3 separate regions of the Zea mays genome follow, and all the other regions are linked to region 2. The links are chromatin contacts, called in public Hi-C maps. All regions are on one chromosome and are shown on one strand. The core of a region is the stretch at or near the end of the contact, and the rest is flanking DNA. Distances in the headings are between cores, read along the strand shown.

The links. A called contact is a pair of places that touch in the nucleus more often than the background predicts.
Region 1: a contact with region 2 is called in a Hi-C map of ear, with 2.6 times the contacts expected there. The contact joins the promoter of LOC100275154 here to the promoter of LOC100382336 in region 2. A contact is called at or near these places in 2 of 25 Hi-C or Micro-C datasets (ear and tassel).
Region 3: a Hi-C map of ear shows a contact between it and region 2, with 2.7 times the contacts expected there. The contact joins the promoter of LOC100272726 here to the promoter of LOC100382336 in region 2. A contact is called at or near these places in 5 of 25 Hi-C or Micro-C datasets (ear, endosperm, leaf and 1 more).

Annotation. Positions count from the first base shown.
Region 1 is chr8:165,211,800-165,216,166 of Zm-B73-REFERENCE-NAM-5.0, forward strand. LOC100275154 reads left to right here and starts at 1,467. Exons shown (of 3, transcript NM_001328113.2): 1 at 1,467-1,576; 2 at 1,644-1,749; 3 at 1,869-2,235. The coding sequence starts at 1,534. The coding sequence ends at 1,917. It overlaps LOC100279746, which reads right to left. Exons shown (of 2, transcript NM_001152704.1): 2 at 3,797-4,159. The coding sequence ends at 3,904.
Region 2 is chr8:164,793,843-164,797,776 of Zm-B73-REFERENCE-NAM-5.0, forward strand. LOC100382336 (Essential protein Yae1 N-terminal) reads left to right here and starts at 2,065. Exons shown (of 3, transcript NM_001175084.1): 1 at 2,065-3,034; 2 at 3,157-3,278; 3 at 3,380-3,934. The coding sequence starts at 2,894. The coding sequence ends at 3,683. LOC103636295 (CSC1-like protein At3g54510) reads right to left here and starts at 1,883. Exons shown (of 10, transcript XM_008658651.3): 1 at 1,385-1,883; 2 at 1,119-1,262; 3 at 681-744. The coding sequence starts at 1,674.
Region 3 is chr8:165,188,257-165,192,173 of Zm-B73-REFERENCE-NAM-5.0, forward strand. It overlaps LOC100272726, which reads left to right and starts at 1,838. Exons shown (of 2, transcript NM_001147179.1): 1 at 1,838-2,347; 2 at 3,663-3,917. The coding sequence starts at 1,850.

The sequences.
Region 1 (4,367 bases), core at 217-2,716, 420 kb after region 2:
ATTCTCTGCCCCCACACCATGTTTTGTACCTTATGGATTAGTTTCAAAACTACATTTTTTTCAAGGGATTCCTAATTTCTCAGAAAAAATGAACTAATTTTCTAAGAGAAAATAGAAATTCCTTAGAAAAATTGAATCCCCAAACTAGCACTAAGATAGTCTTTACCATGGCTCTGTAAGAGGCCGTGCTACTCTAGTTCAATTTATGTATGAACGGATTATGTGTTTCTGTTGAATTTCGCTCGACGTTCAGTCAAAAAATCTGGGGTGGGGGGGGGGGGGGGTCATTCAGGCATTTTTTATACCAATTTGTATCATAGTCACACTTCCATGAAATGTCAAAACTCATGAAATATCTAATAAAAGATGGCACCGAATTTTGTCGTTCTTCTAGAAGAGGAAGAAAGAAAGAAGAAAAACTCAGAATTCTCTGTGCATTTGGACCATTCAGGGAGAACCGGCCGGCCGGTTGGGTGGGTGATCTGGAATCAGCCGTTCCCGGTCAGCCACAGTTGAACGACATGGCTGTCGGATTAAAGCCAACTATTTAAACTGTTGTAATTGTAATTATAGAGATGAAATATTGTAGAAATAGTAAAAGTTGGTATAGATTAAAACCAAACGAACAGCTGAGTAGATGTGGAAGCCACCAGAGGCGGCAGCAGCAGCAACAACAACTGCGAGAAGTTGGATCAGAAGGGGCAAACGATTCTTTTCCAACCAACACAACAAGGGCAGCAGGCCAACATGATCTGGTGTGAAGGAGCAAAGGCATATCTAGCGGCCTTTTTCTTTTACCTTCTCCACTCCGTTCTGGAGAGAACCTGATTCTTCATCATCTCACATACAGACATACACACGTCAGGCTTGGATCAAAAGGCCATACGATCGCGAGTTAGCAGAGCTTTCGTGACCGGGAGGCACCTTTGTTCCTCCGGCTGGCCGGACCCAGCCACCGACGAACCGCATCGCCCGGATACACCGCTGCCATGCGTGCGTGTAGGTCGATCCGTCCGATGGCTAGCTAGGTAGCATTCGTCTCGTTTCTCTCCTTCCTTTTCTCTTTACTTCTTAATCCCTTTTCCAAATTTAATTTATTAGGGGCAGCAGCAGGACAGGTACGTAGTTTGTTAAAATCATCGAAGAAAGCATCTCTGCTGTGCGTCAAACATGGGATGGGATGGAATGGAATCGGCGAGTTGTCGATCTCTGACTGAGACTGCATGCGCGCGCGCTGGAAAGCGAGAGGGGATGGGATGGCAGCCCCGGCCGACGTAGCTTGCCTCTCCCATTGGTCAGTCGTCACACACAGCAGGCCTTTCTGGACCTGGAAGAAAACCAAGGCGGCAAGGAAGGCCTCTCCCATTGCAGGTGGAGGTGGTAGGCTGGTAGCCTATATAAACGCGGGGAGTGGCTCGGTTGAAGTGGCAACACCAACGCAACCACGTTACGCACCATAGAACATACCCGTGAGAAGCTAAGACCCGGCCGTTGCTCACCACAGCATCATCGCCGCGCCGTGCTAGCTCAAGGATGGAGAACAACAGGCAGCAGCAGCAGGCGCCGCCGCCGCCAGGTCAGATCCCGATGCGATCGACTGAGAGTCCGAGTAACATGGATGCTGAGACATGACGTGCATGCAGGCTACCCGACGGCGGCTGCAGGCTTGGAGCAGGAGCAGGGAGGCAGGAAGGGACGACGCCGGGAGAAGACGACCTCGCGCGGGGATAAAGGCTTCATCGAAGGATGGTAACTACTTACTACTAGACTAGAAGCTCTTTTTTTTTTGGCGCCAAAAAACCTGATCGATGGATGAGCTGACCTGTGGTATTTAATTTATTCGGTTCTTAATTAATGATCTGTTTCAGCATCGCGGCGCTCTGCTGCTGCTGGATCTGCGAGATGTGCTGCGACTAGGCACGCAGCTAGCGGTCAGCTAGCTCTCCGTCTCCGGCGGCTATACATACGAAATACGATGAGAGAGCTAGCCTGCCACAGCTTCTGCTTCTGCTTCTGCAAGAGAGATCTGCTTAAATTATTCTATCGTCCAGAGCTGCAGCAACACCTGATATGTTTGTTTGGGGTGTTATTAGTAGGGAGAGCTAGCTCAGCTTTATTATTGTTAATAATAATTCTGTGCTGTACGTAGCTATAGCAAGCATACGTATGTATACACGTATATGTATGTGTTTTACCGTGACTTGAATGTTTGGAAATGGTGATTTCATTGCCTTCTTTTTGTCGGTGGTCTTTATACACTTGCGGACCAACGTCACCGTACATACATGCGACTAGGCACCATTATATTTCGTGGAACGCTGACTGATTAGTGCTGTTGTTGCTGCCGCAAAACGGTGCCACGAACTGTCATATATGTTCATTTTGGCTGATTTGGACAAGGCTGCATTTTGTTGATATACATGCGATGCAGACTGTACGGATTAGTAGAATAAATCATGGTATTTTTTTCAGAAACAAGTGATACAGTTATGGTTAGTACATATTTCCTTGCAAAGCTTGGTGTCATTATTATCAAGCGGCGAGCCTTAATTAACCATAAATAATGCGGCTTTTCTTTTTAGTTTTTCACGTACGGTCCAGAGAAATAAGCACGCATTTACCTTATTAAAGTTCTTATCATGGACATTCACTGTTCAAATACGTGCATAAGCGCACACAGTTTCATACTGCGGGTTAACCAAAGCATATAGCGTCTGCTAAAAAATCCTCAAAAAGGTATTGAGAGGTTCGTGGCTAATTGTGTCATACTTTGTCTAAGGTTAGTCGTCCGAATCAAAGAAAATAACCCTTAGACAGAAAAGTTAGGTAAAATATGACAACTTAGTCATCAAACCAAACATGTCCTAAATTCTACAACTGCTAAAGATAAATGAACATATTCGTGGGACAATATTGCTTTCAACTCATCCAAGTTCTATAGTCTCACTTTTCAGTTAATCCAGCCTCTCGTTGTCTTTAATTGGATTTGGCAATCCAAGGTCGAGAAAAAACTCAAGATTTTGTATGGTTAGTATTCAGTGACAGAATCAATTCCAAGAACATTTGATTCTGCCATCCCGGCATGGCTTCATCAATGGCAGTAGAAAACATTGGTTGTACAAACTCTCCCTAATCCCCTGTAATTCGTCTTCTTGTCTGTTCTAAACCTTATTTTCTTTTCAAATTTTAATAAAATTTTCAGTAGGGGCCCTCCCCTCCTGTTCAATCAAAAAAAATCCAAGAACATCCTCAGAAGAAAAGGTTTTTGCCGCTAGACAACAACTTTGAATGCACTCTGTGCGACATACACTACGAAGAGACGACTTCTCACTTGTTTCTCCACTGGAATCATGATGATCTTGACTTCTTTCCAATGATTCATGAGGCTAAGAGTGTCTTTGGCCATAGTTTCTTCATAGAAATTTTGACGCTTATGCTGTGGTGCATTTGAAAGCAGAGGAATGACTTCACCTTTTGAAATGAGGCTCCTTTTTCTTCTTGGTGACGGTGCTTCAACGACATGTTAAAGTCGCAAATGCTGAGATTTAACCTCTCTTTTAGAGCTAGGCTATTGATTTGGCTAAATTCACGATACCTTCTTTTCTTGTCTCTTTTCCCCTTGTAATCGTAGCTAGGCTATTGATTTGGCTAAATTCACGATGACAAGAAACTTCTTCTTTTCTTGTCCTCTTTTCCCCTTGTAATCGTATTTTCATTACAAAAGGTTTTAATAAAATTCCGTTGTAGGAGTTTCCCTATAGCCTTTTCCCCTCAAAAGAATTTGAATCATGAAGTTGGAAACACAGTTTGCCAATGTTTTCACAGCAATCTGACATACAGATCTCATATTATCGTGTTACTATACAATAATAATCTTTTAGGCTTCAGCGACAGCAGAAAAAATCACATGTAATTCCCTGAATACCATCGATCTTCTGGAGTCCATTTATCTTCGTATCTTCCAAGCGAGTACCCCACTTCCTCAGCAGGTACATCAGCAAGATGTAGGGGATCTGGTTCTATGCCATAATCAGTGAGTGGCCGGTGCTCAAGAACCTTATCATGTTCAATAACAAAATCTGGAATTTCAACCTCTCCCTTTCTTATATCGCCCCAGAGATACTCCAGTCGACTAATGTACTTGATTTTCCAATACAACCTGTAACAGAATAATTAACAGAGGTAAGGGAGTTGTTTGCAAATGTTCAAAACTGAATAAAAATTTAGCCATTGAGAAAAAAAGGTTAATGGATCTATCATAATTCCTGAAAAGGTAAAGAGATTGAGATGATTGAGCTCAGAATAATATCCTTGGCAACTCAGATGGCACGACTAGAACAAAATTGCAGCATTCTACCTTGCCAACA
Region 2 (3,934 bases), core at 815-3,314:
CTTGTCTAACCAAATCACCAAATCGCCTACTCCCTCCGCCCACGTGATTTAGATGTTTTGGATTTGTTCTAAGTCAAACTATTCGAACTTTGACCAATAATATATATATATATATATATATATATATATATATAATTAAACTATTTTAAACTAAAAGAATTATATGTTATGATAGTTCAAGTTATAATGAATCTAGTAACTATACTTTAATGTTGTAAAATCTTATGAAACATCTGATATAACCGATCAAAGTTGATAGTAATTGACCTAGGACAAACCCAAAATGACTAATTCATGCGGACGGAGGGAGTAATGAGCTTTATAGTTGATGTGCACAAGGCTACACTTTTCAGAGATGGATATAACTGATAGAAAATAAAACAAATCCTTGGTTTAGGGATTACAGAGCAATAATCTGCTTTGAGATTCCAATTACTGGCATAACAATTAGATACATGACAACCCTAATCCCATGCCACCATATTACTGTTTTCCTTAATTTAATAAAAACAGAAACTGCAGGGTTTTCCATTTTTTCTGTATGAAGAATAGAATAGGTATACATGCTAACAACAAGGAGATTGGTTAAGCATTGTTGGGCCTTAAGCATGATAATAACAGTACCTTACAAGAAAAAAAACTCACAAGTGGGTTGATTAAAATGCTTTCAAACCACTAACCTTATGAAGCAAATATACCACATACAAGGATATAAAGCAAAGGCATGAATAATGCACCCAAAGCCTGCCATGCACAACATAAACTATTTCAGTTACAAAATCAACACCATTTCCACTTGCTAGGCAATACCTGTCAAGCTCTGATTTTCCCAATTTACTAACATGGTTCTAGCTACATTAGAAACGGTACAATTACATCAGCATAAATTAAAGCACCATTTCATATAATCAGAGAGTAATTTACAGTGGCCTGCTTTCTCTCTCTCTCTCTCTCTCTCTCTCTCTCTCTCTATATATATATATATATATATATATATATATATATATATATATATATATATATATATATATATATATATGAACTGAAAAAGTACTCGAACTGAATAGTCCAAGGAACATCGTGAATGTGAAAGTGAAAGTATGCAGACTAGAGCTAACCTATTAGATCCCCGTGTCACATTGGTAACCGTGAACAGTTCCATGGAATTCGATCTTCTGATTTCAGCGCGACCTTCACTAGTATAATTTGTTGGAGCAAGGACCAGTAGTCCAACAATCGAGCAAACACTGAAACAATTGATCCTACACATCGAACGATGAGATATCAATCAGATGTTATTAACAGTGGTAACAAGGGAAGATCAGTTAGTGAAGAAGTGTGTCACCAACTCTTCTAGAGTTCCAGGAATCCTACCACCACGTACCCAAACTTGAAGAGGCGGACGATGACGAGAGCGTCGAGGCCGTGGCGCCGCAGCACGTCGTCTTCAGAGAGCCGGAAGGCCGCGCCTATCCACCGGAACGACGGGGTTAGTCGCCCGTGGCCGAGCGGTAGAAAGCCACCATCAGCACGAAGGTCGCCGGTCGCCATCCGGCGGGGACGGTAAACGGGCGCGTTCCCCGGCTGCTTCTTGAGCAGGGAGAAGAGCGAGAGCGCCACCAGCGCCAGTCCCAGATTGATCGCCGCCGACGCCAGCAACCCCTCCGCGTCCATTCTTCTTCCTTGTCACACAGATGATCCGGTGCTGCACCAGCGTGGGCACTGCGCTAGTAGCAGTGAACGATCAGCTTCCCGCCGGCGGAGTCTGATTGGTGCGTTGGTCATATGGCGGGCGGCGACGTGGTCGCCGGAGGAGCCTCGAGGGACACGTGGCCTGCCGCGAGCACGACGCGTTTGGTTGGCGCCGCCGCAACAGTCACCCATTCCTGCAACCGCATGGGCATTGCCACAGTTTGGCGCACCTGCCAAGGGCCACAGGGTGTGCTTTAACGGGCCCTCCCCTTGTAGCGGATTCTGGCGAGGTCCGAAGGCCCAACAGGCCTCAATCTAGCCCAATCTGTCCGTTCAGCCCGTCCGCGGGCCAGAGTCGCGCGACTGGAGTACCGCGGCGGCGAACCAAGCCTCGAGCGAAGGCGGCGAACGGAAAGCCGCCTGGCGACTCCAGATCTCTCCGGCCTGCTCCTCGGCTCCTCGCTCCTCCTGCGCCGCCGCGGAGGCAGATACAGCCTCTGGATCCAGCCCCGCTGCATCTCCGCTGTGGTGAGCGCGTGACTGATGTCTGGCTAGTCTATTCCAAATTCAGATTCAATTTGTTAGGGAACAGGGATAGCAATTTTTGAATCGTTTAGCGCCTTATCTTGAGTTATCCTTAATTACTTTAGTCACCTGATATAGTTTTAAGTCTCAGTTATTGGTAACCTTTTGTGTCAAACAGTTTTAATTTTAGGTCTCAACCATTGATATCTTTTTATGTTAAACAATTTCAAATTATGGTCAAATTCTTCAATATATGAAATCATGATCAATTTTGGGTTATATTTTTCCTACATATATTACGCAATTTTGACTATGCAGCGTTGTACATGTTAAATATTAGCCTTTTGGTTGTGAAAAAAATTTGAGCACCCCAAATACATTTCCATCTCGCAACAGGCGGTGCTTTGGCTGCTTCCTGCAGGTTGGAGTTTCTGAATGGCCAATCCCAGGGATGCGGTGGACGTCAGCTCCTCCATGTCGGAGCTGAGCGTAGAAGCAGCGCCTTCATCGATTGAGGTTCAAGTCCCCAAGCAGGGTGCGTATCCCTCACAAGCGGGCAACCGCGGGCGCTGTTTGATCTTTTTCATAGGGGAGTTATTCCGTACCATGTCTTGTGCTTAATTAGTAGTACTGCTTGCACTAGTGCTATCTTATCTCATGTTGCAGTTAGTTGATTATGCAAAACTTTGTCTCAGCTAATGGCGGCGATGTTGCTGCTGCCGAACTCGATGATGTATGGGAGGATGTTTCAGGTTCTCCTCGGCACGCGGATACCTTAGACAGAGAATGGATCCACAGGCAGAGTCAGTTTCAGAAGGTATTAATTATCCTAGAGTTTATCTGGAACGCACACAGTTGCTAGCACAAACTACTCTTCTGCAGTTATTTTTACTGATAGAAGAAATGTTTAAAATATTTTTGCTTTTGATTTCACTCTAGATGGGATATCGTGATGGTGTAACAGAAGGGCAGAAGGACTCTGCCCAGGAAGGCTTCAATGTTGGGTTCAGGCAATCTGTAAACGTTGGCTACAAATGGGGCCTTGTTCGTGGGGTTGGCAGGTGCATTTCCTCTATCCTTCCAATAATAGATGTCTTGTATTATCATTCTATTCTAGTGTTTCCTTGGATTTTAATTTTCCATCTGTCATCTTTTCAAGCAGTGCGCTAGCTAGTCTTCCTGACAGCTTGAAAGAAAAACTGGTGCCGGATGTTCAGCGTAGGGGGAAATTACAGGACCTGCACCGCTCAGTGCAAGAAATATCAGCAGATGATGCTGTCCAGATGTTCCACGAGAGTATCTGCCAGAGCAACCGTCCTTCCGATGGATCAGGATCACACGTAACATCAACCTCGGATGGAGCTACAGAATCAAATAGGATGAAAAGCCTATCAAAGGACCTTGTGTTGCTGTTGCGCGAATGCTCGGATATTAAAGTGAGTGAAGAGCTGGCGTCAGATTCATGAACAAGGTGCCCGGGAATTTCAACCGTGTTTTCTAGGTCTGGCAGAATCACATCGAGTTCCCAGATTACTGAACATATAACCTTAGCTGTCGATGAACGTGATTCACGGATTCTGTTTTGGAAGGACCTGGTACTCAAAAGGCTCGAGCTTCAGAGACATGGAGTGTAGCTGTAGATCCTGTTATTACATATTTCCCTTTTGCTGCAACCTGTAACTAGAATTGTAACTGTTAATCCTATAAATTTGCAGTT
Region 3 (3,917 bases), core at 588-3,087, 390 kb after region 2:
CATTCTTCAAGATCAGAAAAGCTGTTGATAACTAGCCAGCTTTTGTCGTTTCTAGCTAGCTTGTGATTCAATGAGTAATGAATGAGGCCATGTTCTTAAAACCACCAGTTTTTGCTTAGAGCCCAGATTTTAGAAATTAGAAGAGGCCAAACTGTTTTTTAGGCCTTGTTCGTTTCTGTCGGATTAGTGGATCGGAACGATTCCTAACCGGAATTGATTCTCTAATTTATATAAACTTTGTTTAGATGGAACGAATCCGGGTGCAATCCGACGTAAACGACAGAGCCTTAAAAGAATCCAAAACTGGTCCTAACATGCCCTAAATCTGTATGTACTTACCGATCAGTTTCCCCGACACATCTACTATTCACGCACTATGTGTATACAGTATTCACAAGAGCTTCTTTTCTTTTTTCCTCCTTTCAAATAGCTAACGAAACCAGTCGTTCTTTTTTTAATCACTCCTTCGTTCTGGCTCTTAGTATGTGCTACAGGGCCAGCGCAGGCAAGAGCCCGAGCAGCAGATAATTCGATCATTTATGGCATTTCTAATTTATAAGGTCAAACTGCCGAAGCAAGTAACTCTTTTGATTTCCATCGCACGCTACGTCCTCCTGCCATTTTAAATTGCAAATTGTTTACTGTTATTTGTAGATGAGTATTATTATGTTATTATATACGCAATACGCAGTACTCTGTTCAGATATATAATAAAAGTTGTATATTCATAAAAAAATAGAAGTGACGGATTAGGGCTCCGTTTGGAAGCAACCGAGGTTTTAAGGTAAAAAAATTAATTTTTTAGCTAGCAGAGACCAGTTTCTTGGTTTTTAAGAAACTGAGAATCTAATTTTTATAAACTAAATTATAAACTGGTATGTTTAGAACCATCTTAATTTATATAAACCAGTTTCTTAAAAATCAGGGCTTAAGTAATTTAGAATGGAACGAGGTGGCTGCAAATGCTTGGTTTGAAGTTGTGAGCGTGCATGTTACGTACCAGATTACATTAATCTGGATCTGCCCTGACATGCAACATATTTTAAGCGCACCAATTATATATGCCCCCAGGCGGGCAGGACAGCCACCCGGATTGCCTCCTCTTCCCCCCATATACATACGCCTCAACCCCCTCCCTTGCGACACAGCCTTGAGCCTCCCCTCCCCTCCAAAAAAATCTCCATCGGCATGGGCTGGCACATACAGTAACAGTAGCCTAGCCTCCAGTCCACCTCTCTCTCTCTCTTTCTCTGGAGAGAGACGCGCAAGAGAAAGAGGGGGGAGGACGGAGGGAAAAGAAGCAGAAAAAAAAGTAACAAACAAGTAGCAGTAGTGAAGAAGCAGAACCGAAGGGATCGGATCGGAGGAGGAAGTGGTGGTGAGTGGTGACAGACAGCCAGACAGAAGAGAAGAAGAAGAAGAAGGAGCTGATGACGCAAAGAGATGGGGAGGAAGGATGCAGCGCAGGCGGCGGCTCGAGTTTGAGCAGCTGCGTCTGCGTGCAGCAGGACCACAGCTGATCGAGCCAAGAAAGCAGCTGCTGCGTCGGTGGCAGTCGCCGAAGCAGCAGGTGCCAAAGCGATCGAGCTGCTCTCTGTCCGTGCTGGTCCCCGTCCCCCTCGCCTCTCTAGTCTCCACTCCACCTCCTCTCATCCATCCATCCACCCACCCAATTCGGCAGCAGCCTCCGCCGCCACACTAGCTAGCACTAGCAGTACCACCCGCGCCGCTAGTCGCTACCAGCTAGCGACTGAATCCCAGCAAGGGGGGACCGGGCCAGGATCGGAGGCGGGAGATCGACCGACCCGAGTAGAGTCAGGCAGCAGCTGCTTGGCGCGGCCGCCCGCCCATGGAGGACACCCTCAAGTCGCTGTCCATGGACTACCTCAACCTGCTCATCAACGGGCAGGCCTTCAGCGACGTCACGTTCAACGTGGAGGGCCGCCTCGTGCACGCGCACCGCTGCATCCTGGCCGCGCGCAGCCTCTTCTTCCGCAAGTTCTTCTGCGGCGCCGAGCAGGCCGCCGCCGGGCCCGGCGCGCTGCTGCTGGACCACCTCAGCCCGCGTTCCCCGTCCGGCACCTCCTCCCCGCGCGGCGCCTCCGCCGCCGCGCCGGGCGCCGCCGTCATACCCGTCAACTCCGTCAGCTACGAGGTGTTCCTGCTGCTGCTGCAGTTCCTCTACAGCGGCCAGGTGTCCCTGGTGCCGCAGAAGGGGGAGCCCCGGCCGGGCTGCGGCGAGCGCGCGTGCTGGCACACGCACTGCGCCGCCGCCGTCGACCTCGCGCTCGACACGCTCGCCGCCGCACGCTCCTTCGGCGTCGAGGAGCTCGCGCTCCTCACCCAGGTAACCAATAATTCGAGCGTCTCCCTCGCTCGCTCCCTCTCTCCGACTTCAATTCTTGATTTGCTGGTTTCTTCTCCATTGCTGGTGGCTCCTGTTCTTCTTCCTGCTCCCCTTCTCCGTCCAGCCGGACGAAAGATAAATAATTAATTAAAAGGGAGAAAACGGAAGAAAAAAACGGCTTCCAATTTATTTTTCGCGTCTGCTACTCGAGGGAATTGAGGATTATTGTGGGGATCAAGATGGGAGTTGGGGTTGGTTATGTTGGGATTGCCGAGCATTCTGCAGCATTATATTGATTTGATCTCGCTCTGTACCCCTCCTGCTTCCGCTCCGCCGTCCGCCCTTTTTAAATGAAGTGAAGGATGATGAGCCGCGGCAGTACCAGCAGGCAGGCGCGCCAGGCACCGGGCAGGGAGTGGTCGGCCTTCTTCGTCGCCGCCGCCCTGCGCATGCACGCGTGCGAACCTGTGCGCTCCTTGCTCTCTTTCTCCCGTTGTCCATCCATCATCCATCCATCTTTCTGTCCGTCCGTCGGCCTGCTGCTGCGGCTGCCGCGCTTTCTCCTTTCTCCCTTAGGGTTCGTTGCACGGAGATCTCACTTTATCTTTCCACCACTGTAGGAGAGGTGAAGAGGCATCGTCTTCTTTTATCTCTCCCTATCTACCACATCCGAATGAAACGCCATTGCTGCCTCACTTCTCTTCTCTTTTATGGCCACGCCTACCGCCCACGCTCACCACTGTTGCAGCGCAAGCAGCACGGGTTGATAGTGGATGGCTTTGGCTTTCCGTCGTGCAGTGCAAGGGCAACGTACTGCAAGGTTGTGCAATTTGCTAGCATGCATCCTGCTGTCAGCTGGAAAGAAAGAAAGAAAAAAAATCGTTCTTTCAGTTTTCCGTCCCCTGATTTGCAATTTCTGTCTAGGGTTTCGTCATGCTGGCCGGGCTGGGTCTCTCCAATACATACCTAGGCTTAGTTGTTTAATTCCCTCTCCTCCTTTAATTCCCCCCCAAAAAAATCTGCTCCTCCAATCAGCACCATGACGTTCCCATACTGTTGCACCCCTTCTCTATATTTTATGCACAGGGCCAATCCACTCACCATTTATGCTGATGCTTATCTCAGGGATTCTCTCGTCTCGTCTTTCTCCCCGGCCTTTATATGCTGCATGTGTGCTTTTGCAATGCGCCGCTGCTTGGTAGTTACCAGTGAGTGACCCACAGTCTCACAGTGAAAGTGAGCGAGCTTACACATGCGCGCAGACTTACTGTTACTGATGAAGAATTGCAATGCTTCCGTTGCTGCGCGCTTGCAGAAGCAGCTGGCCGGCATGGTGGAGAAGGCGTCGATCGAGGACGTGATGAAGGTGCTGATGGCGTCGCGGAAGCAGGACCTGCACCAGCTGTGGACCACGTGCTCCCACCTCGTGGCCAAGTCCGGGCTGCCGCCGGAGGTGCTCGCCAAGCACCTCCCCATGGACGTCGTGTCCAAGATCGACGAGCTCCGCCTCAAGTCCTCGCTGTCCCGCCGCTCGCCGTTCCTCGCGCACCACCACCACCCGGCACCGGGG